2 separate regions of the Siniperca chuatsi genome follow, and region 1 is linked to region 2. The links are chromatin contacts, called in public Hi-C maps. All regions are on one chromosome and are shown on one strand. The core of a region is the stretch at or near the end of the contact, and the rest is flanking DNA. Distances in the headings are between cores, read along the strand shown. Region 1 holds the start of ube3d (E3 ubiquitin-protein ligase E3D). Region 2 holds the start of bckdhb (2-oxoisovalerate dehydrogenase subunit beta, mitochondrial).

The links. A called contact is a pair of places that touch in the nucleus more often than the background predicts.
Region 1: a contact with region 2 is called in a Hi-C map of skeletal muscle, with 6 times the contacts expected there. The contact joins the promoter of ube3d here to the promoter of bckdhb in region 2. A contact is called at or near these places in 2 of 3 Hi-C or Micro-C datasets (skeletal muscle and an unstated tissue).

What each region holds. Positions count from the first base shown.
Region 1 is chrLG9:23,931,083-23,935,436 of ASM2008510v1, forward strand. It overlaps ube3d (E3 ubiquitin-protein ligase E3D), which reads right to left and starts at 1,380. Exons shown (of 10, transcript XM_044208625.1): 1 at 1,072-1,380. The coding sequence starts at 1,163. It overlaps dop1a (protein dopey-1), which reads left to right and starts at 2,537. Exons shown (of 37, transcript XM_044207965.1): 1 at 2,537-2,961.
Region 2 is chrLG9:23,729,724-23,733,488 of ASM2008510v1, forward strand. bckdhb (2-oxoisovalerate dehydrogenase subunit beta, mitochondrial) reads left to right here and starts at 1,786. Exons shown (of 11, transcript XM_044207847.1): 1 at 1,786-2,051; 2 at 3,409-3,486. The coding sequence starts at 1,853.

The DNA of each region.
Region 1 (4,354 bases), core at 130-2,629, 200 kb after region 2:
GCAGGGTACACTCCTGATAATTATCAGGCCCAAAAATTGTACCTAACGTATCCAAAATAAAAGCAGTCATTATGCAGAATTACCCCTTGCAGTGTTATATCATTATATTATAGGATCATTATTATATATGTAGGTGTACTTTAATGTTGTAGATTGTCAAGTTGGAAAAAATTAAACAGCGTAATATACTGTTGCATAGTTTAATCTATAATAATGCATCATATTTTATAAAGTGATCTTGTGTTTTGCACGTAAAATCTTAATCTGGAAAGTAACTAGTAACTATGGCTGTCTCTCAAATAAATATAGTGGTGTGAAAAGTACAACATTTCCCTTTGAAATGCAGAGGAGTAGAACTATAAGGCAGCATTCAATGGAAATACTCAAATAAGTACACATACCTCAAAATTGTTCTTAAGTACATGCACATAGTACTTAAGTAAGTAAATGCACATAGTTACCCCACCACTGATAAACACTCCACATGTACCATATGCAAAACCTCCTCTCATGATGCAATTAGCTACTTTTCTACATGTTTTAAGATACAATAAGCAGGAACCACAGTTTTACACTTAGTTCTACAGACAAGCCCAGTTTGTATTTCTCATGTAGCCTCTTTTACACATTTATGACATCCATCAAAATTAAAAGATGGCAAATAGGACTAATTTAATGTGCCACCTTTTATAATGTCAAGACAGATATATAGAGAGATAGATAGGTGTCTTTGAGGATTAGGGACATATCGTCAACATTAAAAATGTGGTAAGGGCTGCTACATGATGCAACTGCAAAGTGTCCAACAACAGTGGCATGAAACAAAGTGGCGAAATAACAGTAGCAGTAACAGTGGTTAGCTAACATTAGAGTTTTGAATATGTCAGTGAAACAGACACATAACATTTAGCAACTCATCTCGACGCTGCAGCATCAGTCCACATTTATTGGGCTAAGTTAGCTAATGCTCTTAGCTAGCCTAGCTTGTATAACTTGCCAAGAAACAGAATAATGTTACGTAATAGAATAATATGACCCAACTGTAACTGTTTAGCTTTCTATCATAATTACCCGACAATAAGTAGTCCACTCTGAAGCCTTTTTCTCAGCTCTATGAAGACTCCAACTCCATGTGGTTTGGCTGGCATCTCCGAGTCTGCCATTAACGCAGCGCAATATTCAGAAAGAATTAAAAAATAATAATAATAATTAAATCATGCACTAATAAAAACTCAGTGCGGCCAGGTGACGTTAGATAGCACTATAGCATCCAAAGTAAAACAAACATAAAAGCACATCTATCTGATTTAACCTAGCAGAATCCAGAGGTTGGTAGTTGGGTGACGATACAGCCGGTATCAAGTACACCATAGGAAGAGAAGAGCATCCGGTCAGACATTTCAAAATAAAAAAGTGTTAGTTCAGTTCATATAATAGCCTACAGGCACTGCCTATACATGCCATCGGCATCTGACATTTGATCTGTAATGAAGTGCCCGAGATGTTTTGTTTTACAAACACATAGCACTTACCCTGACAGATAAAAAGCCCCCCCTTGTCATACTCCATTACCAGCATCCAAAGGGAGCAGAGACTCTATTGCCCCATTTGACCTGCACACTCTGGTTGGCATACCAGTACAGAGGAAGAACAGAGGAATTTTGCCTTCTATACATTTCAGCTACTTCTTTCAAGGCATAGATACACAACTCAGTGCCACGCTTAGCCTTGAAGCCAAACTGGTTGTCTGTGGTATCAATATATTCACATAAACGATCTACTAGAGTCCTTTCCAGGCTGTGAGATACCACACTGGCTAGTGCAATTGGCCTGTAACTATCCAGGCTCCCATCCTTGCCAGCTCTGTCCTTGATGACAGGCACAAGAGTAACAGACAACGTAGAGTCTGTCAACAGTCCATGAGTCATAAAGCCATAAAACAAATGGCAAGAAGAGCTGCAACCTTTGGGGCTTGCAAACTTAAGGTGCTCTGCAGTGATTAGATCTGAACCACTTGCTTTATTCTCAGAAAGCTGTATTATTGCTTGTATTATTGCTCATTGGTTGTGATTCCCAATGTATCACTGTTGGCAATATTGCCCGCTTTGTAGGGCTCACTTTTAACACAATTAAATAAAGCAGAGTAATGTTGCTTCCACAACTCAGCTAAATTATGGCCTCCAGAAACTCCCTCTACAGTGCATGGTAGCAAGACCTCCTGCTCAGACCCAGGAGGGAAAATTAGTGAAAAACTACTTTGTCAAAAGGGGTTTTATTATTATTTGTTGTTATTGTTTGGACATAAAATATTCGAATGTGCAATTTATAAGACTGTATGTCTCCAGAGATTAAAGGCAAGAGTATGTGTTGCAGCTTAACAGTCGAACCATTAGGTAACTTGATTAAAATAATACAAAACAATAACACGTGCTAAAATACGCAGACGCTGTAACTGCTGAAGCCGAAGTTGAACTTTTCAAATCTGAAAAATATTCAGCTTTTATTGTGAAGACAGAGAACTTAACCTCCGAGATTCTTTGGTGCAACTGTGGGTGACTTCCATGGTGACTCCGCAGAGCAGAGAGGCGGAAGACTGGAGCAGTTGGACGTACAGCTAATCTGCAGTGCAGTCTGGGAGCTGTCAATCGTCTCGCTTTGTATCTCTGGTACAGGAAGCTACTGATGCGCTCATCACTGTTTATTTACACACTGCGGGACCATATTAAGAGAAATGAGAATATAATTACCTATTATCTGCTTCCAAAGCCTTATTGTCAAAGGACTTGACTGAGGTTACATGAAGGGGTGACATCAGAGCCGGGCCCTGCATCTACATCATTTAAACTACCTGCTACTAACGTTAGCTAGCTTGCTAGTCATATTATTGACGTTGTCAGCCGTTTTTACTCGGCGAACCGGGCACATGATTGAATGACAGTTGCTGGCCTATATACTACAACGGTAAGCTTTTACATCAGCTTAAATGTTTAACGTTGTGTGCCATGTACGTTAGCTGAAATCACCTCACCTAACTTAGGTTAGCTAGTGGCAAGGTAGCTGTTAGCTATAGCGTTACTGTAACTGTAACAGTTCCTTTCTCACACACAAATTATAACGACAGTAACGCGGTTATGAAAATTTTGCAAGTATTCCTTGGCTAAAGGTGCGTTTATATTAGCGGTATTTTTTCCACCAAAGAACGTTAACATACAACGTGTGCAACGGCTGCTGTAGTTCGGACGACAGGTGTGCGGTACCTGCTCTACAGTTACTATGTTGTTGACACTTTGCAGCCGTACTCATGTCTGTTTAGCTCAGTGAGTGCAAAACTGCCAGCGGTCACAAGCCAGTCTCTTACACACAACGTTACATTTCCCTGAATTTCCAACTACACGACTGTCTCAGGCTCTCAGTATTGCTACTTCTCAAAGCGTCTTCAGTTCTCTGTCTGTCTGCTATAGGCACTTTTCACGGCTGACGTTTTGACATGTCACTACAGGAAACGCACAGGTGTGATTAATAACAGTAATTAGCATTAGCTGCAGTGTGCTTTATGGCTCACTGATATGGTTTCCTGGGACATTCAATTCAATTGGTACTGAGTCATGAATAATGTTATCAGTTCCACCTTTCCTGCTGTGGCCAGTCAAAATGTCTACCATGAAAAAGTCTGTTGCCTTGCTTAGTGGGCAAAGCTCACAACGTAAATGTCACTTGCCTTTTCTAAATCAGTTCGAGCCCCTCCTATTGATATAACCCAAAAACCCCCCATATAACCCAAAGAGCACATGATGTTGTAATATTTGATTGGCCTAATGTCCCCTCCTTCCACTGACACTATTACACTATTCTAAGGACTGAGTAACTGAAGGTCAGAAGTCATGTCGAGTTAGGTGTGCTCATGTGCTAGTACCTTAGCCTACATTTAAAACTCCATATAAAAGACAGGAAATGTAATTAGTCTTAACAGTATTTATGTTTTTAATGCCTGGATGAGACTGTGTAGCATGGATTTAACAACCTCACCGCATGCTAACAAGAGCCCATTTCACGGTGAGACTGTTAAGACGGCCTTGTGATGTGAAATACCAATCATACTCCTGTGTACCACCTGCAGAAATCTGTTGCCTGGCACGCCATTCCTTTAAAATAAATGTATTTCTGAAAGATTGCACTGGAGGAGTGACAGCAGCAGCATTACTCCTCCTCTTCAGCACGTCGGTCATCTTGATTAATTTCCAAACACGTAAAACAAACAGAGTAATGGCTGCTCAGGTCAGGCTTTGCTCCTTCTGATTTATTTGACCTGGTCTATTAAAATGGCTCGAACTACATCCTGGCAGATTATTGGACC
Region 2 (3,765 bases), core at 536-3,035:
TTTTGCTGTCATTGCTTGTAATATATTGATTTTGATCACATTTTTGTTATTTATTTTATCACATTTTTATTAGTGTGTTAAATCTTGCAAGATTTTAAGTATACATATCAATCTATGAATTGATCTGAATGATGATCTGATTGATTGAATCTTTTGAATTCAGCTAAATTAACTAAAACATCAACTATAACCTATAAAAAAATGTGAATGAGTGATTCATTCAGTTTATGATCATTTGAACACCGTTAATTATTAACAAAAACTGTGATGGGCCCCATTATATGCATGGTTGGATCAACCTGTTTGGGGGCCCTGGGGCAAAAATGCCTTGTAGAGCCCCTGTTGACCCCCGTCATCACCTGCCTTGGTTGACACATTGATGTGGATGTACTTTAGTGGTGGAAATCGACTAACACATTTGCAATGAGTCAAAATACCCAAAACCAATCACCTTTTGCCCCATTGTTCATCCAGCCTTGATTATATGGAAACTTCTTCAGAGGTTTACCTGAAAATAGTGATGCCCCTTTGTCTATAATATGATGTGAAAAGAAGATGCCTATCAGAATCAGAAATAATAATAATCAATAATAAAACTGTTATTTAATCACTACTAATAAATGACATCATCAGGTGCAGTTAAGCAGAGGTATAAGGTACATTTACTAAAGTAGTGTATGTATGTACAGACCACTATATTTCAGAGGAAGAAGCCTATTGTCCTTTTTACTTCACTGTACATTTATCAGCACAGTTCTACATTTGTTGGACTTTAAAATAACCACTTACTTTATCTATTACTTTATATACTTTGTGGCTTACAGCAGTATGATGTAAATATGCAGTCAGTAATAGAAAACTATATTCTGTACAGGTCATATCTGGTGATACCAAGAGAAACACAGTGTCCATGTTTCTTTTCACATTACAGCTGGAACATATAGTTAAACCGCCTTCAACATAAGACCTCCTGCAATAACACTGAAAGCAATGCATGCTTTTCCTATTGATAGTTTACTAATGCTAATACTTTTTCTTGTGTATATCCTAATTTGTGACTTTTACTTTGAATGGAGTATTGTATTGCATTGTGGTTCTGATCACAGCTGATGTTCGTGTGACAACTGAGCTTATTGACCATCATACCAAACGCTATAAATGCCGCACATTACCAGAAGGAGTGCAGACCTCAATACAATCAAGTGTGTCAGGACTTGAAAGGTAATGAGAGCCTGAGTACTTGAAGAATGGGGTAAAAGTGCAGTCAACTTTTAGAAAGCTGATGCAGACTTCTCTACGTAAACCCAAGACTGAAACGGCTGCGTGTGACTGACGTGAATTTGGCCACTTTCATATTCACGTGTATACTGTATATCTGTAGGCCACTTTCATTAGTGTGCTCACTGACAGTATCAAAATCTCTACGACGCACGCCGCCCTCCTTTATGACCAATCACAACCTTCATTTGCTCATGGCGGCTGGAGAGGAGGAAAGAGGAGTTGTCACTCTGCCACTATTCCGGGGTACCACAGAGAGACGACGTTCCTTTTCCTTCTCATACTAGCCTCTGTTTCACTTTTCCGACGCTCTTTCTACAAGATAAAAGGGATTTTCTCACCATATTCTAAACTAAATGGGTATCTACTATAATAGCTCTTAAAATTTAAACAAAATAAATATACGAATATATTGTTCAAAACCCCTCGGGATATCGATGTTGTATGCAAACAGGATTTCGGCTAGATGCCGGAATATAATGCAGTTTCTCTCCACTGAGTGATGCTGTCTCGCTTTACTAGACGATCTTCACACTTTGATTCACCTTACCCTTCCCAGTCAGCCATAACAACAATGATGGCGGCTGCTGCACGGTTCTTCATCCGAGGTGCAAACTCGAAACTTTGCGTCTCTGGTATTGGCACCGGGGCTCAGAGCTCTTTTGGTGCCAGTCTGCTGAAATTGTCGCCGAGCTGCAACTCCCATACAAAAACACAGCGAAGACATGCAACGCATTTTACCTACCAGCCTGACCCTGTCCCGACACAATATGGTGAGTGTCTGGTTAGCCGGCTAACGTTAGCTACGTTAATAGGAGAGACTTGTAAAGTTATAGCACTGGAAGCTTCCATAGTTTAGCTACTAAGCTAAAAAGACAAGTGACTTACCAGAATTGTGAACAGTTTCTGGTTAGGAGATAAGAAAAGGTTGTATTTACTCAAACGTTATCTATTCAGTTGTCCCATGTCAGTCATTTAACCGCACAGTCGGTAACGTTACAGGTTCAACGCTTTGCACCAAATATTTAAAGATCCCCTCTAAACATTTTTAGAAATAAATTTGTGTCTGGTATGTTAGTTCCACTAAAATGTTTAATTACTTATTTGAAAATTCTTTAATTTACATCTACTCCTTCTCTCTCACTGAAAATCTAGCTTTTATGAATATGTAAAATGTTGTTAATTTCAGAAGTGTAACTTTTAGACACAAGATGTCTCCCACTTCACTGAAAGTCCATTCTCAGTGTACGTCCATTGGAAGTTTCAGGTTTCTACATAACTCTTGTGTACAAAAATCATCTCATACATACACGTGTCAAACTGAGATTTAAGGTGAGCTCAGAGAAACTTTCCCCTACAGCAGATCTTTAAAGAACTTTAAAACATCCTTCTAGTGTCAAAGTCTGCGCATACATACATCATTTTGCACAGCGAAGCTCAAACATCCAAGTCAAGTAACAATAAGCAAAACACACTGGACTGGAGGGGGTCTTTAAAAGCAAGAGAGCCGATTTCTAACCATGATACCTGCTGTATGGAATAATGTTGGTTAACTATAGCTAAGGCAGAACTCTGTTTTAAAATGTTAATGCTGCCATTGCTAGTAAGCTCGACTACCTGGTACAAGATGGCGTAGGCTTAAATGGTAAAGCTTCTTGACATTTTATTGAAATGAAAGCACTGCATGGTGCATCAGGTCATTATAGCATGACAGCTCTAACGAACTTTTGACGTGGCCTTATCACACAAAAGAATGGTATCTGTGATCTCTCATAGTGTGAGTCAGTCCCAAACAAGGTATGAGCTCATTGTTTGTCCTACAGTTCATTTGACCAGGATGTTGGTACTCTTAAAAGACATGAACATACACTCAACATTTCTACTGGATCCAGAAAGACAACCCAGTGTTGAGAAACTGCTAGTAGTTCCTTTTCTGTAACAAAGAAGTGTGTGTCCCATCGATTGAAGGCAGTGAATCACTGCCAAGTTTCCTTAATGTGGTTTCTTTCCTGCAATAACTGGTCTGGTCACTTATAGTTGTGTATAACAGTGTACTGTTTGTCATATTAATTGTTGCTTGTGTCAGATCCTTTTAAACAGTTTATTTTTTTAATCTTAAAACCCTTTTAGGTCCCACCCAAAAGATGAACTTGTTCCAGTCAGTTACAAGTGCCTTGGACAACACTCTGGCCAGTGATCCAACAGCAGGTAGGATGCTAAAACAGGAAATGGAATTTTATAGCTGTTATTATATGAAAATCTACCCTTTTACCTAATTTATCATCAAACACTGGCTTTTAAATCATTTGTGTAAGACTAGATGCGAGCCATGCAAAATGTTGGACTATAATGGGATGCGTCACACTAATCTACAGATTAGATATATCTAATTAAACATTGCACCTTTTAAAATATTTGATTGTCTTGCTAAAATAATCTTACTCTGTGTCACAATTGTATGACTGTATGTCCAGGAACATCATGATG